Linked DNA regions of Hordeum vulgare: region 1 is linked to region 2. The links are chromatin contacts, called in public Hi-C maps. All regions are on one chromosome and are shown on one strand. Each heading gives the region's core, a stretch centred on a gene start, on an enhancer-like site or on the middle of the called end of the contact. The rest is flanking DNA. Distances are from core to core; before and after follow the strand shown.

Region 1 (5,386 bases), core at 1,406-3,905, 510 kb after region 2:
GATAGCCACTCTAATATTTCTTGCCGGACCTTCCATGTGGTACCACATGTCTATATGTACCATGCGTTTACATTGTTATTAGCATTTTTTTAATTTGTTTCAGGCCATTCAGTGATGTACATTTAGTAGGAGGAAACGTTTTCATAGACTACGAAGGTGTCTATGGCGATTTCGTTAATCTCAAGAATATGCCGGTTCAATCGTTCGAAGATATTCATAAAAGTAGGATGTGTGTGCATGCGTTCATAGGGGTGAATGTATACTCGTTTATGTGAACGACTTCGATTATACTATGTTAAAAAAGTACAAATTTGTTCGATCAGGAAAAATTAAAAGCCCAAAATTACATAGAGTCGGAAACTAATATGTTACCCTTTTCCGCGATGATATAATATATACATTACCTTTGAGTATCACGTGTAGTGTGTTGTAGATTTATCTCTTGGAGTCTTCCAAATGCACGCTGCCTCTTGAAAATGAATCCATCGGCGTTTGCTTATGCGATCTGAGCCAAGCCATTGCTTATTTTATTTTTTGTTTTGACTAATCCCTTTGCTAGGCTGAGCCTAGCGATTGTTTTCTTTTTTGAACCTGCCTATCGATTGCATTGTTTTTTTTTACTTTGACTCTTCTCTTGATAGGTTGGCTACGATTACCTTTTTTTACTTTGACTAATCCCTTTGCTAGGGCTCCAATCGTATGTGATAAGGAGACATGCATACGTACTTTTTTCTGCAAATCATAGTTGTTCTTTTACTCGTCACTTGTTTGATTGGCTGCGATTCCTTTTATTTTGTACTTTGACTAATCCCTTTGTGCTAGGCTGGCTCCAAACGTAAGTTATGAGGAGACATGTATATGTACTTTTTCCTACAAATCACAACCGATCCTTTTAACTTTTGATCTTTTGATACATCTGAGCCGTAAGTTTTCTATCGTCTTAATAATATAATAATAGATAGATCCTTTATTTAACTTAATGGGGATATTTTAAAACTTGGCCATGTTTGTCTAATTTTTAACTTTTCTGAATTTTCTATTGATTTCAGAACCACTCTTTTTTTCTAAATTATAAAAAAATTCCTCCTAGTAGAAGTTTTGAAAATTATGTCGGAACTTGAGTGCTTGCATCAAAACATTTCTTTTCTTCTCACAAGTTCATTGGGGTTTTTTTTTAATTATTTTGCCAAGTTCCACTTGTTCAAAAATGACTTTTTAATTCCTTTAGGACCCCTTTTGCATTGTATCCCTTTTATAAACTCTTCTAAAAATTCCAAAAAATTTTGGAGATGTCATGCATGATATTCGCTTTTATGCAAAAACTCAACTATGTGTTTTGGAAAAAATTAGCAAAACAACCCCCTTTCTATTCTTGTCAACTTTGTTGTTTTGTACTGCAGCCCTATTCTAGATTGCTCCAATGACCTTGGGAATTTTACTGCTGGTAGTTCACCCTACCAAAACCTTAAGTTTATGAATTGAGCCCCATTAGATTAATTTAAATGCATGAATTAATAGCCTCAACTTGTTGTCCAGAATTGTTTTTCTCAAAACTTTGCATTACCTAGTTTTTCTTTTGGCCAAACTAACCACACCATCTCTTTTAAGGTCCAAAGAGACTATGATTTGGAAAGTTTGGATACGAGACAAATCTCCGAGAGGCCTGTGGCCAGAATTGGCATAGTTCTGGCTCCACATTATAGAATTGCTCAATCGGCCCAACCAGCATATCTAGGAAGCTTGTCTAAGCTAGCAGCCCTGCCCTCGTAAGTTTGGAGAGAACCTAAGCCATTTGTCCATGCCAGGCAATTCGTCGAGCAGGTGCCATGCGTGCTCTAGGTGTGGCCAGAGCGCACGTTTTGCACGCGTGCGCCCGAGCTGCCACGTCCAATTGCATGTGCCCCTTAGCTAGCTTCTAGAGCCGCGCAACGTCGTGGCAGACCCCGACCAGTGGTCGCCACTCCTGTGCCATGTAGTCCTTAGGCCCTCCCAGCTCTGGCGTCCTGTCGACGGAAGCATCTCGCCCCAACAGTGGCTGGCGCCGCCCAAGCAGCCTCAGCGTGCCAGCTGCCCTTGGACCACCTACGCTGCATCTTTCGCTCGCTGCCAGCCCTGCCAGCCGCTCCTACCGCCCATGTGCCACCGTCAGAAATGTCGTCGGCGTTCTTATCCTCGGGCCGCCGCGGAACCGCCTCTGCCCGGCTATAAATACCCCCCCCCCCCCCCCCGGAGTTGCAGTGTGCTCCATCGCATCTCTCTCGACCGTAGCAAGCTCCCCGTAGCAGCAATTTGGTCGGAGATGTTCATCTTGCTCACCTCCGGCAGCTTGGCCGCCGCGGCCTCTCCGGTCAAATTCGTCGCAGTCGTGCCTGTCCATGCCAGCCTCCTCCTCCTTCATCCCCTAGCGGCTAGTAGGTCCTTTCCCCTTCACCGCAAGTGCCGGGGACCACTGTCTGCAAAGCCCTCTCGGAGGCCGACGCCGCCGTCCGCCAAAGCCTGTGGCACCGGCGCCTCCCGTCACTCCTGTGCCCCTGGAGACCACCGGGTGGACAGCGAGGACCTCTTCGATCCATCCCCACGCCTTAGAGCCCGAGAGCTGTAGCGAGTCGCCGACGAGGATCACCGGAGCGCCACCCTGGTTCTGCTACGGGAGGTAGAGGACAAACCCGACACGTGGACCCCACCTATCGGTGAGCCAGCCAAGTGCCCCAGTGGCGCAGCCTCTCCTGGTGCGTTTTCAGTGCAACAAAGGGTAGTTTCCCATAGCGTTTTTAGTGAATACGTTTTCTCTGCTGGGAAGCGTATTCCTGGCTGAAACGTTTTATAGTTTTTGTTTTATTTAAATCTAGCTTTGACCAGAAACTTTGACTGGCCATATATTTTTAAATAAAAACTCCAAATGAAATGATTATTTTTCCTACCTTTCTAAAATCTCATCTAGTTTATTTTAAAATTTATTCATAAATTTTCAAACACTTCTTATGTGCTGCTTTGGAATTGTGTGTTGAATGGTATTATTTTCAAAATAGGAATTTGAAGGGAAGCAAACTCCTTCAATATTTTTGGGGTGCACACGACCCTTCTTCTCCCAAAGGCAAGCATCTTGAACTCTGATATGTGCTAAGATGTGTGGTGTTTGTTGTGGTGCATTGGAATGCGTGATTTCATTATGTTGATAAAAACTCTCGCATAAAATCATACTTTGCATGAGTGCATGTGATGGATATTTTTGTTGCTGGATATATGTGATGCAAATGGTGAGTGTCTACTACCCCATGCTTCATATGACACGTTGGTCTGGACAACCTTGGAGGAAGGTTTGTCGTGGTGAATATGAGACCATGGGCTGACATCTCGTGGGACGAGAGTGGTCAGTGAAGGCATGTCGGGGTGTGATGGTGGTAACACTGAGGTATATCATTCAGCAAAGTCGTGTGGTACTAACCCTTGCAGGAAAACTTAAACCTCCTAAGTCGACTATAAATCGAATCTTGTTAATGTGTCACCTTACCTTTCGTGTTGCCATAGGTCTTCCCGAAAGGGAATACAGTTTAGTAGGTCATAAACCTATTATCAGGTACACACCAAATAAAGGGGCCGAGATGAAGGTATCCATGGCCCTGGACTAAATCCAGTCATCCGGACAGGGGCATGGGTGTTTTCGGTCTGGGACCAAGAGGGAAGAGTTCTTTCCTTGTAGCACACGGGTATAAATTTGATCCCATGCTAGTTGAGGTTGGAGCCTTCCCGTCTTATGATTTTTCCATGGCGGCGTAGCCCGGGTGAGACCGGTCTTCGCGGGGGTAAAAATGGGTGTGTGTTGGTTCTGAGAGTTTACTTCTAAAATACCATACACGGGATTAGTCTGAGTGACTATTAAAACCTGTGGGCTGTTGGTAAAGAGTACATCCTTTGTAGAGTCAAAACTATTCGTGTATCCGTGTCTACGGTCAAGGACGACTGGTTGACTAGTCAAGTGTCGGTCTGAGTATCAGTCTCTGGAGGAATTAAATTGAAACATGATGAAACCCATGAACCGGGATGATAAGTAGTACTATTATTATGAATTTTGATGTGGACTAATCATGTGTGGTATATGGATTTGTTAGAGTATCCTTGTGATGGTTCTACCTCGTGGATACTCGGTGTTGATATTATATAAGCCTTTTATGTGGTGTCGCTTAGACGGACGATTGTGGCAACTGTTATTTCTTTTATATAAGCCATTTCTATGGTGTCTCTTAGCCGCCTGACTCTGGCAACTGTTATTACTTTCATATGATCCCTTTATGTGGTGTCACTCTGACGCCCAACTCTGGCACGCATGCTATTACTTATTCATCGTTATCTTCATATAAGCCCTTTTTTGTGGTGTCGCTCTAGGCATCCAACTGTGTCATGTTTAGTAATATTCCATTAACAAGTCCCTTTATGCGGTGCGCTAAGACGTCCGACTGTGGCTTGTGTTACTTTTCCTTTCGAGGTGTCGCCTCAGAAGCTTGATCAACAAGCTTATACTTGAGTGTTACCTTTCCTTTCTTGTTTATACAACATTGGTGGACATGATTTATATGCATGAATGTACCCGTGAATTAATGGCATGATAGAGTTATTAAGTGAATTATACATGCATCTCACCTGCTTTAACTTATGTGTTTTCTTGATGTTTGCGAGTACATTCAAATTACTCACTGGCTTGTCACTGGCTATTGTCTTGGCCAGATTACTTTTGGAGAGGAGCACGATGTCGTCAACCCCATAATCTAGGAGTCGAGGATAGCAACCTTGTGAGATAGGAATTCAACCAGGTCAGTTGTTCCTGTGGGAATGGAGTTCCATGGGTACTCGAGATTCCTCGAGTCGCTTCCATCGTCATCCTCAGACTTTTGTCCAAACCAGTGGACCTTCATGGTCTTGTAACCCAGATTTTGTATTTTTCTTGGGATTTATGTATCAAGTGAGTGTCCACCAACTAACAGTAGTCCTGGGTTGGTTAACACAAAGGCCTGTTTTTTACAAATTATTTTTCCAAAAAACCGGTCGTTACACACACGGAAGCGGGGATTTGCAGTGGTGCCAGAGCTCATAGAGAAAATAAGAGATAAATTATTTTGGGAGGTACACCAATCCTGTCAATGTTATGACCAAGAGTTATCGATACCCTCCATGCTCAACAAATTAGCGGTGGCTCCCACGCAGTAAAAGTAAAGATTTACTCCCCCTCCATCAACAAACACACTCCTCGGCTAGCCGAGTTCATGGATGTCCTCCATACCAACAACAATCCAGAGGAGTTTTGTTTAATTATCTGTGATTTATGATTCGGGATTGGAGTCCCTATTTACCATCCCCTCTCATGCAAGGACGAGTGAATAATCACTCACCA
Region 2 (6,278 bases), core at 2,461-4,960:
GCCTTAATACTTGCTCTATTTTTTCCCGAAAAGAAAACTCCCCTCGGGCTTCATAGCCAGAGTATAACAAGACAGTTCTATACTAAAGTAATTTTGATAAAATGTACTACAACATCACAAAATTAGTATGGTACCGAGTAAGATTAGGAATAATGACAATTCGCTCTGGAGGATATAAAAGTAGCTGAATTGCATTACAAATATACTTTTGCAGGAGCTATTGTATAACAGCATTACTTACTTCTTCATTTGGCGTCACTCGTATGGATCCAAGCCTTTTTAACGTGCACTGCTTGGGAAGACTGCCTGAAGTACCTTGATGACCATCAGTTTCATGAACATTTCTTTCTGCACAATCTAAGTTTTGATGCCAATGAAGTACTTCACTTGCTGGTTAAGAAGTTAATATACTGTTGCCAAATAAGATGACAGGTATGTGGACAGTATTTACTCTGTTGGTGTCCTTGCATAAATTTAGGTTCCAGCATGATCGATCCTTGGAAAGTACTCTGGCTGTTTGGTCTTGGTTTTTCATTATCCATTACATAATCAGGTTGAAGGTTGGTCAAAGTTTCATATGCAACTTTGCTCCATTGTTTCACCCGGCCCTGCAAATGTGAATCCCAATAAATGTACATTCAGAACATGTTTGTGAAAGCAAATCAAGATTAACAACCTTTTCATCTTTCTGCAACACTAAGTTCCTAACTTCAAGGCCTTTTTTGATGATGAAAGAAAATAATCGCTGGCCTCTGCATCCTGAGATGCACACAGCCAAGAACTTCATGTACCCGCATTATATGTGGATGGTATGAAGTGCATTGAGATAGCTGACTGATTGAGGTTATACGTTCGCCGAATGTTTCTGTTGTTTGATCTTTTGTCAAAGTCAACAACTGTCATGAGTAAGAAATTAGGATACTTCCAAAAACTAATAGTCTTTTGTTAAAAGGATAAAAGTATGGTCCAGACAATTATTTAGTCTGAATTCTAACACATTTCTCTTGTATGCATGGAGCAGTTATGCTAAAACGGCAAATTCAGTATGTACAACCTGCAAGAAATTTCTAGTAGAAGCTGAAATCAGTATGAGAGGAACACCTGCATCGGTTTATCGAGGTCCTTGAAGGGAATATACTGGTCACTGGATGTGACTCCAACAACCCTATAGAAACAGTTGAAGAACAGGACAACATTATGGCCTTCCACGATGAAAGAGTAGAGCTCCTTTCCAGGATCACACCTTTTAGCATGATCAATAATAGTCGTCCATACTAGCTTTGAGGCCTTGTTGAGAACCTAAATGCAGTGGGAAATAAACTTAACTTGCTATTATACTCAGTATCAAAGTGAGCAAGAAGTCAGAAGAAATTCATTTCTTACTTTGCGGAGAGTATGTTCATCCTTGTAATATGACGTCAAGAAATCCTTCACAGAAAAGATGCCACTCCGTTTGAGTGCCCCATGGAAGACACCATCCTTTGAAATTTTCTGCAGGCGCCAAACATCATCATCCAATGATGGAATGGCATGCTTTTGGTATCCTGCAAGTACAAGAAATAGATTGATCGCTAGTTTCAACATCGCAAAAAAAAAAAGGTAACACAAAATCAAATTTTAAATCCAAGCCTACCTTCTCCACGACGATCCTTTACTGTGAAAGGTTCAGTTATCCCTTCTAGGATCCGTTCACCAAGCCCGTCAACAACCATTACCCCAAGCCTGAACTTGCCACTCCTCGTGAACTTGGAGTTATCAATAAATGTAGCATCACGGAGATCAGCTTTGCCATTCTTTAGGCTAACCTCCAGCTCTCCGGTCAGCACTGCCCCAATTTTGTCCCGTGGACGAACGATATGCCTGCTGAAATTCTCCAATGTCCAGCAATCTTCATTATCTATGTTGAAGTCACCATCAAGAACAACAATTTTGATCTTGGCAGAAAGAAGGCGACGAGAATTGTTCTCTTGTTGGTTGTTGTCCTCCAGACATATCTTGAGAGGATCACCATTTGCACAACGGATTTCCTTTTTTGTGAAAACTTCATTACTCAAGCCATTCAGGAACCTAAGCTTGTATCTTGGAGTCTGGTTTTGGTCAACCAGCGTTCTGCACAAACTGTGTAACGCAGCAGATGAGAAGGTCAATGCAACCATAAATGGTCTTTAACAGGGCAAAAATTTAGTAAAACAAAAACTAATATTATTAGTACTATTTACTGGTTGGACAGAAAAGTGGCGTTTGTAGTCAGGAAATGGTACCTAGGAGCACGGCTTAAGTAGCCTGTAATCGCTTTAGTCACCGCTTCTGGTATCTGTCAAAAGGAAAAGGAAAACTTTGAGGGGTTGACCTTCCGAAAAAGTCCAGAAATTGCCATGATAAAGTAAACTACTACTTCCATTCCTAAATATAAGACGTTTTGGCAGTTGAATTTGGCAGTTGAAATTGAAGCAACAAAACGTCTTATATGTAGGAACAAAGGGATACAAAAGAACAGGGTCATGAAAGACTGCTATCTTCATAGTATTATGCATCACCAACACCAATAGCACCCTCTGTTAATGAAACATATAATCCCTCCGTTCCTAAATATAAGCCATTTTAAAGATTCCACTATGGACTACATATGAAGCAAAATGAATGAATCTACACTCTAAAGTATGTCTATATACATCTGTATGTAGTCCATAGTGGAATCTCTAAAAAGACTCACGATTTCTGAGGTAACTATCCTACTAGGATCCAGCAACTGGACTCTGGTTACCGGTTTCGGTTTAGATCAAATTTGGATGACCACTGGAATTAGCTAAGGTTTTCAATCTGGCCGAAGATCCAGCGTTTTCGTTTGGATCACACTGAAACCACCGCAATTTCCGGAGAATATCTCTTTCCAGAATGTCAATGATTTGAAATGGCCAACCTACTAAATGGTGCCTAGTGTTCCGTCACATCAGATTGCATTGCGGAAAAATAGGTTGCGTTCAATAGACTAGTTAGTTACGAAACGATCGATCAATATATATCACTATTCTAAATGGATGGCATCCAGGATTCCTGCCGAAGCAGTAGCTCCATGGAGTGAGGTGATTGGTTACCCGGCTGATGGCAGACTCAATCGCGGACTGAACCGCAGCCTCCACCCTTCGCACGCTGTTGGTGACCAGCTCCTCCAGATGCCTGCATCCCCTGATCTCCCTGCAGAGTAATCAATCAATCAATCAGCCCAACGCATCAAACGGTCAGTAAATCCCCCCAATAAGCCTTCATCTCTTACGAGTGGAGACAAGAACGGATCAAGAAAGGGACGGAACGCGAGGGAAAGAAGACGGGAGGGAGACTCACAGGTCGAAGGAGCGGCACCTCTTCTTCATCGCCGGCGAACGCGCCGGCGACGGCGAGGCCCCTCCGCCGCCACACTCCAGCGGCCGCTTCGCCGGCATGGGCGGGCGCTAGCTGACTAGCTGCTCAGTGCGGCGGGATGCAGGTCAAGCCAGGTAGTCTCGCTCGCTCGCTCGCTTGCTTGTTTGATTGCTGCTCTAGACTCTCTAGACTCTAGTCAATGCAATGTGTGTGCTTCTGGTGCGCTTGGGAGTATCGGCGCTTAGCGTTGGCGGTAGGTGTATATATGGCCCCGTTTTGAGACGGGAGGGAAAAGTTGCGCACTTTTCCTCTTCTCCCGTTCCTGGGCGGGGCGACGCGGCCGGGGAGAAGATTCCAAGGAGAGATGTGCGCACAAGTGTCAAGTTGGGTACTGTGGGAGTGCCCAACTGCCCTTTTCTCATCGATTTCCCCGTGACCATGGATTAATCCGCTTGGGGCGGTAAAACGGACGCCCCTGTCCTGTCCGATTTTACCCGTCCATCGATCAATGCATCCAACGCGCGACGGTATCACAACTTGTCAGCGTTGGAAATCATAAATTTAAAATAAAATAATCAAGTCTGCGTTAGAAATCATAAATTTGAAATAAAAAAATCAAGTCCGCGTCGGAAATCATAAATTTAAAATAAAAAAATTGGCTGCACATTTTAAAAAACACCATAAAGCATAATTAAACATTAACATAGACTTAAAACATAATTAAATAGTTCAACCTCCCGGACGAACGTTTAAACATAACTTAAACTTAAAAAACTTAAGAAAAGATGATGGTCGTCGCCGTGGTCGTCTTGGATCTCGCCGTCCTCATCGTCGTCCATAGTGAGGTGTACGTACGCTAGTGGATGTCGGAAGTGAACCGATGACGTCTTCGGTGGCTGCATGGGACTAGTCCAGTGACCGTGGCGGCATGGGCGCCCATGGCTCGACACCCACCCAGTTCGTCATATGTGTCGTTGTGGACAACCACCAGCCGGGGGTTCCAAACGGTGATGTGGGGCTTTTCGACGACCTACTCCTTGACGGCCATTTGGAGCTCCTGGATGATGACGTTGCCGGCCGCGGAGAGGGCCGACATGGTTTCGAGGCCCACCTACTGGTGTTCCTTGTGGGTGTTCATGGAATCCTTCATGACCCACCTCATGAGCTCGACCTCCTCCTCTTTGGTCATGGGAGGTTGTGGGATCATTAGAAGGGATGTCTAGAAGGCCGTGAGGGGGGGGTGAATAAACTATCGGGACTCCGATCATAAGCCATAGGAATCCAACATGTAACACATCACATCTCTTTGCGGTTTCACGCATGGTTATCCCCACGGTTGCAGCCTTACCTTAGCCGGGACCGTTTGCGCCTTTTGACTCGCGTATGCAATTGTGTCGCTAGCATTCCAATGTCAAAGAACCCGGTCGACATGTCTAGTCATAAACTTAAGTGGCAGTTCCGTACAGGGACAGGCATACATGACCCAGCAAAGCAGGTGTCGATCAGCAACGAGTGTAGGCGAGTCGTAGCAAGCTACAAGGACTCCATTACACCACGTGACATTTCCCCAAAGGGATAGACACATCAGCTAAGAAGGACACATGCCGGTCAACCAATGTGTCCGGAGCAGTAGCGAACTACCGTGGCTCGGTGGAAACACAAAGGGGAATTTCCTCGTAAGGAGTGCTACTAAGGCATACGACTAGGTGTTCGAACCCCATACATATCAAGTACAACACATGTACGCATGGCATACCGATATGCATAGATACATCGATGGCATCACAACATAACCATAAACATACAAACTTTATTTAGAAGGCTCGGAAGAACCTCACAATAATATTACACAGATAGGGTCTCACGACCCATCATCACAAGTCATTCAAACAAGTCTTACAAGCCAGCGGAAGATTTAAACTGTCTGAGTACAGACATATGGAAAGGTAAATGCACATGGCCTGACTATCTACAGACCCAACCTAGGGCCAGATCGTAGCTGGGACACCAGCTACTCGTCGTCGTCAACGTCTAGATAGAACCCTCCATTAGGGTCATTAACAACCTCTGCAACAATTTATTAAGCAAACATGAGTACAAAAGTACTCAGCAAGACTTTAGGATGATCTATCTACTCATGCAATGTATCAACAAGGAGTTGTGGGGTTTCATGCAGAAAGCCAGCATTTGACTTTTGGCTAGACAAACTTGCATTTTCAAATAGCTTTGACAACTTTGTTTTCTCGCACACGAGTCCACTAACACCACAACAATACTCCATCGTGAATCATTCCGTCTCCCTACGGAAATGCCATCCACGACACTCACACTTATCTTGATATTTTTATGAGTAGCCATTATAGTTGTCTATGAACAACATATGTTTCCAAGTAGTCCATATGCGCGGACGCGGCTATTCGAATAGATCATAACCCTGCAGGGGTGTACTTCTTCACATACGCTCTCGCCACTTATCGCCATGTGCACGTCATGCACCTCGGCAACCTTCAAGCGGAAGCCCATCGAGGGAGTCGGCCACGACCGTTAACCACTCTAATACCTAGTCCAAGTTTATCGCCTATCTGAGGGTAACCCGCACGGAAGTCCGGCCGAGGTTTCCACCACGGCCCCAAATGATGTGCGTAGGTTTCCCAAGCCCACCATCTGGGTGCCACTTGGTACACCGTGCCACTGCCTACCACATCATAGCCCACCTCTAAGGTCAGCGCTACGCACGACCTCCAGCATGACTATAAACACCAGAAACTACTTGCAACTCATGGACCGAGTACTAAGCGATTAATAAGTCGAGCGGGGTCATATTTCAGGGCCCAGCATGTGGTAGTATCTTGTCTTGGATTACATACACGGAACTCAGTTCCTAAGGACGATTCCAATGAAACAACCCGCCATGTACT

The links. A called contact is a pair of places that touch in the nucleus more often than the background predicts.
Region 1: a Hi-C map of leaf shows a contact between it and region 2, with 2.5 times the contacts expected there. The contact joins the enhancer-like site here to the promoter of LOC123399739 in region 2. A contact is called at or near these places in 3 of 6 Hi-C or Micro-C datasets (leaf and seedling) and 1 of 1 datasets of contacts at active chromatin or transcription factors (embryo).

Annotation. Positions count from the first base shown.
Region 1 is chr5H:109,480,091-109,485,476 of MorexV3_pseudomolecules_assembly, forward strand. No RefSeq gene overlaps it. Among protein-coding and RNA genes, the nearest start is that of LOC123395915, 89 kb to the right of the region's middle. Within about 2 kb of position 2,656, at least 3 of the 3 cell types and tissues checked have open chromatin away from gene starts, as enhancers often do. A contact at or near this core is called in leaf and seedling, where this site is marked.
Region 2 is chr5H:108,965,441-108,971,718 of MorexV3_pseudomolecules_assembly, forward strand. It overlaps LOC123399739 (calmodulin-binding protein 60 A-like), which reads right to left and starts at 3,711. Exons shown (of 10, transcript XM_045094125.1): 1 at 3,343-3,711; 2 at 3,096-3,195; 3 at 2,262-2,314; 4 at 1,634-2,118; 5 at 1,384-1,544; 6 at 1,102-1,299; 7 at 452-608; 8 at 242-348. The coding sequence starts at 3,440.